Linked DNA regions of Mus musculus: region 2 is linked to region 1. The links are chromatin contacts, called in public promoter capture Hi-C maps. All regions are on one chromosome and are shown on one strand. The core of a region is the stretch at or near the end of the contact, and the rest is flanking DNA. Distances in the headings are between cores, read along the strand shown.

The links. Capture Hi-C pulls out chosen DNA fragments and counts their contacts.
Region 2: a contact with region 1 is called in a promoter capture Hi-C map of adipose tissue. The contact joins two enhancer-like sites. A contact is called at or near these places in 1 of 39 promoter capture datasets (stem cell-derived epiblast-like cells), 1 of 115 datasets of contacts at active chromatin or transcription factors (microglia) and 2 of 9 other capture datasets (adipose tissue and liver).

Annotation. Positions count from the first base shown.
Region 1 is chr12:32,917,045-32,922,368 of GRCm38.p6, reverse strand. 4933406C10Rik (RIKEN cDNA 4933406C10 gene) reads left to right here. Exons shown (of 6, transcript NR_044986.1): 4 at 1,466-1,546; 5 at 1,641-1,874; 6 at 2,189-2,985. Among named protein-coding and RNA genes, the nearest start is that of Gm33484, 11 kb to the right of the region's middle. Within about 2 kb of position 2,033, at least 26 of the 459 cell types and tissues checked have an H3K27ac peak or open chromatin away from gene starts, as enhancers often do. A contact at or near this core is called in adipose tissue, where this site is marked.
Region 2 is chr12:33,059,405-33,065,064 of GRCm38.p6, reverse strand. It overlaps Cdhr3 (cadherin-related family member 3), which reads left to right. Exons shown (of 20, transcript NM_001024478.1): 7 at 3,269-3,417; 8 at 4,644-4,833. Among named protein-coding and RNA genes, the nearest start is that of Cdhr3, 31 kb to the left of the region's middle. Within about 2 kb of position 3,029, at least 54 of the 459 cell types and tissues checked have an H3K27ac peak or open chromatin away from gene starts, as enhancers often do. A contact at or near this core is called in adipose tissue, where this site is marked.

The DNA.
Region 1 (5,324 bases), core at 784-3,283:
AGGGGAATACAGTTAGGGGCCAGGGCAATATGGAAGCCAAGGGCATGCTATCAGTGACCTGTTTCCTTTAATTGACTTGGATCCACTTCTACCATTTCTAAAATAGAGCCACCAGCTGGGGTTCAAGGCACCCACACTCATAGTACGCACACACTCACGCTCACAGTGCACATGCACCCACACTCACATTGCACACGTATCCACACTCACAGTGCACATGCACCCACACTCACAGTGTACCCACACTCACTGCACCCACACTCACAGTGCACACGCACCCATACTCACAATGTGTATGCACCCTCAGTCACAGTGCACACACACCCACATTCACAGTGCATATGCACCCTCACTCACAGTGCACACACACCCACACTCACAGTGTACCCACACCCACACTCACAGTGCACATGCACCCACACTCATAGTGCATACGCACTCACATAGTGCACATGCATCCACACAGTGCACACACACAGTGCACATGCACCCACACTCACAGTGCACACGCACCCACACTCATAGTGTACCCACACTCACTGCACCCACACTCACAGTGCACACGTACCCATACTCACAATGTGTATGCACCCTTAGTCACAGTGCACACACATCCACACTCACAGTGTACATGCATCCACACAGTGCACACACACCCACACTCACAGTGCATCTGCACCCTCACTCACAGTGCACGCACACAGTGCACACACACCCACACTCACAGTGCGTCTGCACCCTCACCCACAGGTGTCAGGCCTTCAGCAGCTGCTCCTTTTTTACTTCCCTTTCCCGCCTCTTCCTCTTCTCTTTCCTTTCCTTATGCCTTCCCCTGCCTTCCCTCCCTCTTCTTTCCCTTCCCCCTTCATTCCTTCCTCCCTACTAAACTGGAAGAAGACTGGACATTGGGCAGGTGACAGGAGCTATCACATGAGCTAGGTGTTCTGCTTTTTACACAAACTTTCCTAATTTGTAAGTGCTGCGGAGCTCTCCAAATCAAGATGGACTTTTGGGAACTCGAGGGACGGAATGTACCAGAGAGTCCCAGGGGAGCAGTTTACTTGGGAGATTGGCTGCTTTGCTGTAGTCAAAAGGCCAGGGTAGGTTTTTGTGGTCACCCTAAGGCCTAGGTAGGGTGATCTGCCTCCAGGCAGGCACTTATCACCATGTGCACGGTTGCTCTGGACAGAGGATCCTTGGGAATCTCCAACAGAGGTATATAAGCAGCTCTTGTTTGGCCTGCTCTGCATTTCCTCCTCAGTCCACATGGTTGGCCTGCTGGCATTCTTTGGACAGTCACTAAGGTCACAGACTGGCTTCAAGCGGAATTTTTAGCACCTCCAGTGGTGGTGGGAAGATCATGAAGCAGGGACACTCAGAGACCCCCAAAGGCCAGATGTAGGTCTCTTGTAAGACTTTCTACGTGCTTAGAGCACCAGTGTGACAAGGTTTCTGGTTTGAACAGGTTCTCTGAAGTCTGGCATCTGTTCTGCTCGGTTCTGTGTTTCAAGGGTCTGACCCTAAGCCTGGCTTCTTTAAAAAGCAAGTGAGTCGTACCTTCCCTGCAAAGGACCTGCCGGTGGGACCAAGGTGAGGCAAACACTCCCAAGTGGGAACAAACAACTAGTGCCTTCTTACAGAACAAAATGGAAGACGCCCGCCCCGGAGATGAATTCTGGGAAGTTAGTCTTTGGGAGAAAGGTCGCTCTCCAGGAAGAATTTCTGAGCCAGGTGAAACATTGCTTCAATCACACAAGAATGAAACAACCTTCTGACACCCCTACTACCACCACTACCTCCCTTCACATGAGTGAACTTGGAACACAGGCTGGCCCTGTTTGGACCATGCTCATTCTGAGATCCACAGGCTCATGGTAAGTTGTTCATTTTCTAATTCTGGGAATTCAACGTTTTGAAATTGGAGACTTCCTACTTTTCTAGCTCCAGACTTAATTCTTAAGTCTCCAGAGCAAACGCCCAGAGGAAGGTTGCTGCCCTACCCCTAGGCCCTCTACTGCCCTCTGCTGGAACATTGCTGCCAGCATGACCGGTGCTAATCCTCAATTCTTGGGCCAGTTCTTCAAGGCAACTAAGTTTCTGTTTGTAATAGACTGAAGCTGCCAAACTAGTTATAGATTTCAGGACATAACCGAATACTAAGTAAAATATTTTTTTTTTTTATTAACAGGGTGAGCAACAATGTTGTTAAAAGCAGCCAATCGTGACTGTGGCCTTTTAACTTCTCAGCTGAGAAAGAAAAGACAGCGGGTGCCTTTATACTGCAAAACAAGACCTTCTTGATGAAGATTTTGTGCAATGCATTGTGACCATACTTAAGGTGCATCCAGTTAGACATGCTCAGTTTTCAGTGACCCACAAAGAGGGACATGACTGTAAAATGAAACAACTCAAAATACCTTGGGATGGATGGAGCTCGGGGAAGAAGAGCTCAGACATAGACAGCAGGGAAGGTCACTTATGCCAAGATGAAGTGTAAATATTTTATCCAGGGGACGGCAGGGACAGGATGGGCACAGGCGAGAATGGTGTGTATCCACAGCTTCACACATACCTACTTCTATCCACGCCTGTATGTTGGCATAGATGTTATCAGATTTCTTAAGAGTCTAATTTTAAAGCCGCTACTGACACCTTTCTGTGGGACAGGATAAAAAAGAGTGGGCAGCAAGCCTGCATTTTGAGAAGAAGCCTCTTTGCACCCCACATTTAAGATCCCTCTTGGCTGTGAAAGAAAACCAAAGATACAAAACCACACAGAAGCAGAGCTTAATGGATGATGGTAAGGATGTTGGATCATAGCTGCCCTCTTCCCGCCTCAGGAACCACTCTTTTTGAATAAAATCATTGCCTCCCTGCATTCCCTTCTAGGTAGCCATCTCAATGTGTGGCCCTCAACACTGCAGGTTAACATTGTCCCTTCTCTTGGAAATTGTTTGATATCCTATCAAGTAATTTCTAATACTGATTTCTGACTCTTGCCTCATTTGTCAGCTGAGTCCCTTGACCTGTAGTCTGGATCTTGTTACTTTGAGTGCTTGGCTTCCCTGTGGTCCTCTGACCTTTGTGCCACTGCTAATTGGCAGTTGGACCCACGGGTTGCTTCACACCCAGGGTCACGTCCTTTGGCAGACACTAGGTGGTACTGCTTCTGTCCTCTCATGATGTCTGTCCACTAAAGAGGCGGGGTGGGGGTGGGGAGAGGGAGAAGGAGGGAAGGAGGGAGAGAGGTGGAGGAGGGGGAGGGAGGGAGGGAGAGACAGAGAGAGGGAGGGAGAGAGAGAGAGAGAGAGAGAGAGCGCTTAGGCACATATGTGTCACAGCAGACATGTAGAAATCAGGGGACAGCCTGCAGGGATTGTTCTTTCCTTTGACCATGTGTTTTGGGAAATTAATTTGGACTGTCAGATACAATGGCCGGTAGGACTGTTCTCGCAGTTGTAAGAACAAAACTTAAAATGTCGAGCAAACTACAAGCTTTAAAAAAAGATATCAGTAAGCCTCCCTAAGGATATTTACAGGGGTCAAGAGATGAGAAGAGAGAGACCTCTCATGAGGTAGTGCCCAGTGAACTTCAGTGAACTCTGAGGTGCACTTTGAGGTCATCGCTGTGAGAAGGGAAGATGGTGTTGTAGAATGAGGGCCGTCTGGCGCATGCCAGAGGGGAGCTATGCATGCGGAGGGCCTTCTGGATGTGGGCGAGAATGCAGCGGGCTACCATCTGAGGGTAGGGCTGGGCACAGATAAACCTGGCATACTAAAGGACAGAAAGGAGACTCCCAATTTCTACCTCGACACTAGATAGAAGAACACTATTCCTATCCATTTAGAATGAGAAACTGACTTTCTTAAAGAGTCCAGGTCTAAATTTAGAGACCTTGTGTAATTAAAACAACAGCAACCCTAAAACATTGTTAAATTTAGACTTGCTCTGCACTGATCGGGTCCCAAGGGAACAGCAGCACACCTGAAATTTTCCAGGAGGAGGAGACTCAACAGCAGCTTAAGAGATTTCCTCTAGGGACCTCCTCCCTGCTAAGCAAGTGAACGGAGCAAGGTGGGAATCAAGAGGAAGAGGAAGGGAGGCTTGCAACTGGAGGCCACCTGGAAAAACAGGAAATAGGATGCCAGGCATGATGGGACACACTGTCAGGGGGTGGAGGCATCCGAGGTGGTGATGCCTGCCTTTAATCCCAGAAGTTGGCCGACAGAGGCAGGAGGACCTGTGTGAGTCCAGCCTGAGTTCCAGGACAGGCCAAGCTACACAGAGAAACCCTATCTTGAAAAACAAAACATCAACAACAACAACAACAAAACAAAACAAAAAAACAAAAGTGTAGGGAGGAAGAGGAAGAGGAAGATTGCATTCACTTCCAGGCAGCCTGGTTTACATAGTGAGTTCCAGGCCAGGTTAGGCTAGCTAGTGTTCCTGTTTTAATAACAAGCACATAACAAAAATATCAGGAAGAGAAATAAGAAAAAAGCAGGAGTAGACTTAAAGACTTTAGATCATCAAATGCAAATCTTAAAACTGCCATATTAATGTGCTCAGACAATTACAAAAATTCTAAAGTGTGAATGGAAAAGAGACTCCAGGGAACCACCAAGCAAATTTTATAAAGATTTAGAATCCCCAGTAGCACAAAAGTCATAACTGAAAATAACCGTTCCGACGACGGAGCAACCCATTCTAGAAGATGCTAAAGGAAAGTCGGGGAGCTAGAAAGTAAATGAAAGAAGTCGTCCATTATGCAGATCACAAGGATGCAGGCCCAAAGGTGAGAGAGAAGTGAGATTTGGAGGGTTGAGAGACGACTCTGACAGCTCCAGGAGAAGACAACCTCAATGAGGACCTCGTGAAGAGATGAGGGCCAAGAATGGTCTTGAACTGTCAAAAGCAGCCCATCCCAGGATTCAGGAAGCCCACGTTTATGTTACAAGAAACTCACCAGGACACTTTGTAAGCAAAGCGCAGGCACCCGGACAAAAAAGGACCCCTTTAAAACAGGCACGCTAGCGAGGAGTAGCAGTCAGAGCAGACTGATTCTTACAGCCAAGCGAAAGCCAGAAAACAGTGACAAAATGAAAACTACAGCCACAGAATATTTCTCCAGTGTAAGGAAGCAAGTTCTTTTCAGAAGAATCAAATTTGAATTTACAAAGGATCATCACCAGAAAAAAAAAATCAAAGTTGAATTGCAAGAAAAAGAAGTCCCCAAGAGAGAAGAAACATGAGTACACTGATAATGTGTGTCATTATATATACACACATCTTGGTACTCTTTAAACTAATGGTGCCGGGCTAA
Region 2 (5,660 bases), core at 1,780-4,279, 140 kb before region 1:
CTAGCAAGGGCAGGGCACCACCTCATTTTGCTCAGGGTGTTCGCTTGCCAGCATCCCCATCCCTCAACAGCCGTGAGTTGAAAGGATGCAGTTGAGTTACACTGGATGCTGAATTGAAAGCTTGCCCAATCCCTTGCATTTTCCTATTTCCTTGTCTCTCAAAACTTCTGCCAGTACGAAGCATGAAAGTTTCATTGTGGGTTATGAGATGAAATCTTCAAGCTGACCCAGGTGTGACCACGTCTGAGTGTGATGTAGCCAAGGCAGATGTGGAAACAGCTCCTCACCTTATGTTAAGGCCAGGCAGCGAGTGCTGTTTCTGCTGTTGAGACTGTCTCCCCATTTCATCCCTGAGTGGAGATGTCTGGCTGTCTGCTTTGTGGGTGTGATGTTTCTGTTGGGAGGCTGAAAACACGGACATATTTACTCTTTCCCCGTGTGTGGTGCTGACTGAAGATCACTTTATTTCAGATGTCAGCAAGTAGCTCTTCCCAGCTCTCCCTGTTTTCTTTGTACTCACTGGAAGTCCTCTTGTAAGAGTGCCTGGCAGTGCCTTCCTGCATACTCATCACAGAGAGGAAGTTGCCCCTTCACACAGAGAATGTGGTCACAGACCCCACCTACTGTGGCCCTGAGTTCTGGCAGCCAGGTATAGTGAGGAGCTGAGTGTGGAATATGAATGATAATCATATTTGTTCTCTCTATTTTGGTAGATGTGAAATTAGGCCATTTTTTAGATAGATATAGGTATAGGTATGTGTATAGGTACAGGTATATGTATAGGTACAGATATATATTTTTACAGACATGAATGAATCTTAGATACCCAAATCAAATATTAAAACTTTTTATCTCCTGCCACATTGGCTACCAGGGCAGCCAAGGAAAGACTGTTTGGCATGAGAGTCTGAGGCACTGTCCCCAAAAGCTAGCCTTGTTCCTTTCATGGGGCACACCCAGCATACACTATAGAGGCTTCAGAGCAGGATTTAAGCAGCTCATCTGACTGGAACCAGATGCTTTTCTGTGACTGGGCTGTCCTGTGTGACGGAGTGTGTTTGGCAGCATCTCCCTCAAGGTGGGAAGAACGGCTCCCTCCCCAAGTTGTGACAACCAAAAAAAATGTGTCTAGCTGTAATCATCTCTCAGCTTGGAACCACTGCCCAGAAGGATGGGGCAAATATTCCCCCTATGTTGTCTTCTTACTGTCCTAGAAGCCTAATGGTCACCACTGACACTGGAGACTATATGCGTATCCCTGGCTTTTTCAGTGGACATTCAGGGCTCCATTAAGTGCTCAGTAATCTCCATTCCCACGGAGCTCACTGGTGACACTGGTATTGCTGATCCAGGGAGTAATGTTGAAAGCCAGGACCAGTCTGTGCAGGCCGCGAAACATCTGTATTATCCTTTTTTTCTCGCTGTGATAAAACACCACAGCCAAAGCAACTTACACAAAGAAAGGTTTAATTGGAGCTTATGGTTCTAGAGGATAAGAGTCCATCATCACACAGCAGGAAAACATGACAGCAGGCAGACATGGCAGCCAGAATAATGGCAGAGGGCTCACAGCTCTAACCTCAAACAGGAACCAGAGATCAAATTGGAAAGGAGTCTTTGGAAACCTCAAAGCCTGCCTCTAGGGACAGACTTCCTCCAGTGAGACCACACCCTCTAAGCCCTCCCCTTGAAAATCACCAACTGGGGAGCAAATATTCAAATGCCAGACACTCCCGTGGAACATTGTATCATTCAGACCACCAAGCATCCTTATGACCCTGGCTAGGAAGTTCCTAGACCCAATCTAGTGGATGGAAGACAAAACCATCCTGCATTAGAAACAAGATTCTGTTGGTTATAGAAGACAGGCTGTCTCTTTCCTCTGACTCTGTCTCTGGCCCCTGCTACCCCTGGCTTTGCTGGTTCACCCCACCAAAGTCACAGACTCTGGGGGACACTGGGCAAGGAGGCCCAAGCATTGGAGCCACCTTTTGGACAAAGTGAGCATGCTCCTCCCTAACAATGAAATACATGGTGGAAGAACCCTCCTCACGCATAATATTGGGCCCAGGATTCAGGGCAGAGCCCATGGGGTAGGCTAGTGTGAGGTCCTGGCTACAGATTGTCTCTGCTTCTCTCTTAATCCAGCCTGAGGCTCTCTCTTGTGTCTGTTTTCTCTGGCCCTCCCTATGGGACAGCTGTGGTGAGTCAGGGGCAGCTAAATGATCCGAGGCCCCCCCTACATGAAGGCAGCCATTTAGAGCAGAGATGAAGATTGCCTTCCTTCAAGGAGGGCATGGGAAAGTGGCACCTTAAGACAGGAAAATTAAAGGTGACTCTGCACCCCTGAAATAATCTCACTTCTGACCTTTTACAAAAGCTTGGAGCCTGAGAAAGGTCAGTAAGCAGGCACGTGGAGTTATAATATGCACAGTGCCCCTTGGAGAACAGTGTGATGACTTCTAACTGCCAGAGGCTTAGAGAGCTGGCCTCATGGGGAATGCCATCTGGAAAGATGCCCAGGTTCCATGTGGAAGAGTTGTATCCTCAGGCGAAGGAGGAGGAGGAGGAGGAGGAGGAGGAGGAGAGGAAGAGGAAGAGGAAGAGGAAGAGGAAGAGGAAGAGGAAGAGGAAGAGGAAGAGGAAGAGGAAGAGGAAGAGGAAGAAGAAGAAGAAGAAGAAGAAGAAGAAGAAGAAGAAGAAGAAGAAGAAGAAGAAAGAAGACGAAGAAGTTGACAACAACGAAGGGGGAGGAGGAGGGGGGAGGGGGAGGGGAGGGGGGAGGGGATGAAACAAAGACCAGAGATTCTAGAGAAGACACAAAACTGGGCTTCTGGCATCATCCACAGGAAGGGACTCAAGCACAAATTAAGAAGCCTGAGGCTCTGAACATCTTGTCCAGATGGGTTTTTAAAAAGAATCCAGACACCTTTTGAACAGAAACTGGGAGGAGAGAAGCTGACTGGGTAGAGGAAGTGTCTTTATGTGAGAGGATGTTAAGGATAGGACAGGCATCAGGCAGGCAGGCAGGCAGCGGCTGTGACCACCTAAATTGCTGCTGTAATGGCCTGGCATTCTTCTTTGCATCCGCAAGGATGTGAAATACAGACAGCAGTCACCCCTCCTCTCAGCTGCTGTGTTCTCTCTGCATGTTGATGCAGCACAAGCCGTGCGGTGCTATATTTAGCGCACACCAAAATACCTACCACCCAGTCTGCACCCTCCCCTGCCCTGCAAATTAGCCACGGCTGCAGTGTTTCTGTTTCAGCCCCAGGAGAGTGTACTCTGTCCCAGAAGAAGTGCCTCTAGGAACCATGGTGGCGAACATCACAGCAATGGATCCTGATGATGAGGGTTTTCCTGGCCGCCTCCTCTACAGCATCACTACCACCAGCAGCTATTTCATGGTAGACCAGCGTGAGTCATGCACAGTAGCCTCTCCTGCATCCTCGAATGTGAATGTTGAGTGGGTTTTACAATGCTTTCTCTTCCCTCAGGCCTTTCTATCTAGGTTCACCCTTACTTGTCAGGGAAAGGGCGTGTTAAAGGCAGCAGACACCCACCAAAATGGTGGTCTGAGGAGGTCTGTGTGTGAGCAGCTGGGTTACCTTTCACCTTTATGGGAAATATGAAAATATTCTTCTTAACTGCCATTATGATTAAGGTGCAACCCCTGTAAATAGAATGCACATGTCACCATCTGTGTAAAAATGAAGACTTAAGGATATAAAGAAAATTATATTTTGTGGTGAGTTTCTTTTTGTTTGTTTGTTTGTTTGGTTTTGGTTTCTTGAGACAGAGTTTTTCTTTATAGCACTGGCTGACCTGAAACCTGCTCTGTAAACCAGGCTGGCCTCAAACTCAGAGAGCTACCTGAGTACTAGGATTAAAGGCATGAACCACCACTGCCCAGTGACACACACACACACACACACACACACACACACACACACACACACCACAGTGCTGGGGATTCAACCCAGGACCTCATCTATGCTAGGCAAACACTCTACCTCCGAACTTCCCACACCTTTTTTCTGAGTATTTAAACTAAGACTCTGGTTCCAAGTAATAAAAGTGACAGCAAATCTAGCTAAGCACAAGACAGTAGAAAGGAAGAGAAGATAGGAGAGGAGGAGAAGGGAGAGGGGAGAGGGGAGAGGGGAGAGGGGAGAGGGGAGAGGGGAGAGGGGAGAGGGGAGAGGGGAGAGGGGAGAGGGGAGAGGGGAGAGGGGAGGGGAGAGGGGAGGAAGAGGCACATCTCATAAGAAAGAGTCAGATAATCAGGGCAGAGGACCTCAGCAGCTCAAGTTCTGGGCTTTTGCCTGCAGCTCCAACTGTAGCTCACTCACTCTCCGATGTGTGTTTCTTAGCAACAGATTCTCCAATAGAGAATCCAGTGGATCAAATTGAAGTCAGCTACCCACCAGTTCTGTCAGCAGTGGACAGTGCTGTACTCAGGGCCCAACCCTGAACTGTAAAGTGTAGCTTTAGAGAAAGATCAGGTCAGGTGTTCCAATAAACATCAAACCCAGAAACACACGACATGTCTGTAGAGGGGCTATTCCCGGTGCAAGCTGATCATCATTCTGGCACAGTCTTTTCCTGTGTTCTCCATTGTCTTCTAATCTTTGCCTCCTTAGTGACAGGGACAATCCAAGTGGCCCGAAGGCTAGATCGAGATGCAGGCGAACTGAGACAGAATCCCATCATTTCTCTGGAAGTTCGAGTGAGAGACAGGCCCTCTGGGGGTCAGGAGAACCGCATGCAGATAACCTTCATTGTGGAAGACATCAATGACAACCCTGCAACATGCAGAAAGCTCACTTTCAGGTAGTCACCAGTTGGAATGTATCCCCTCTTGGGTGGTGCTTGACCCATGGATTCTCTGATAAGGCATGGCATTGGGGACTGACTCTCTACAAGCCGATTTGAGGTGTCCCATTTCCTTCAAAGATCGTTTTGTTATTCCTTACCCATTTCCATCCCTCCTCATTATTTCTCCTTCACTTTCCACCTGTTTTTACAGCTTTTTAATTTTGTTCCATTTGCACCACAGGCCCTCTCTGGACTGTGTCTTTTCTTTACTTACTACTGCCAGGGGTGAAATGGTGCTGTTAGCACTTGTAATAGATGCTGGAGAGTCAGAATTAGTAACCAAGCACTCCCAAAGAAATCTCAGTATATAATATGAATAAATCAAAACAAGTCAGTGGGTAAAACGAAACAAAAATCTAATTCACCTGACACGACTTAATTGCATACATGTGGAGGGGAAATACAGAATGTATCTGAGACATGAGTTATATTATTTTCACTTGTTCTTTGACTCACAGTTAATTCACAATCAGTTTAAAGTAAAGCCTTTTAATAATTGTTTATTTTTATTTTATGTATGTTAGTGTTTTGCCTGAATATATGGCTGTGCACTACATGCCTACCTGGTTTCCTACAGAGGTCAGAAGGAGGTATCAGACTCTCTGGATACACACAGAACATACCCTTGCTCATTTTGCTGCTATTTTATCAAAAAGCCACACAATTGGGAATTCTTCCATAATAGCTTGAGTTCCATGTTTTTTTGCTAGCCAGTCCCTGGAAGTCTGAATGGGGTCAGTTTGGGGGTGGAGTGCATCTCAGCAAAGACCCTTTGTGGGCAG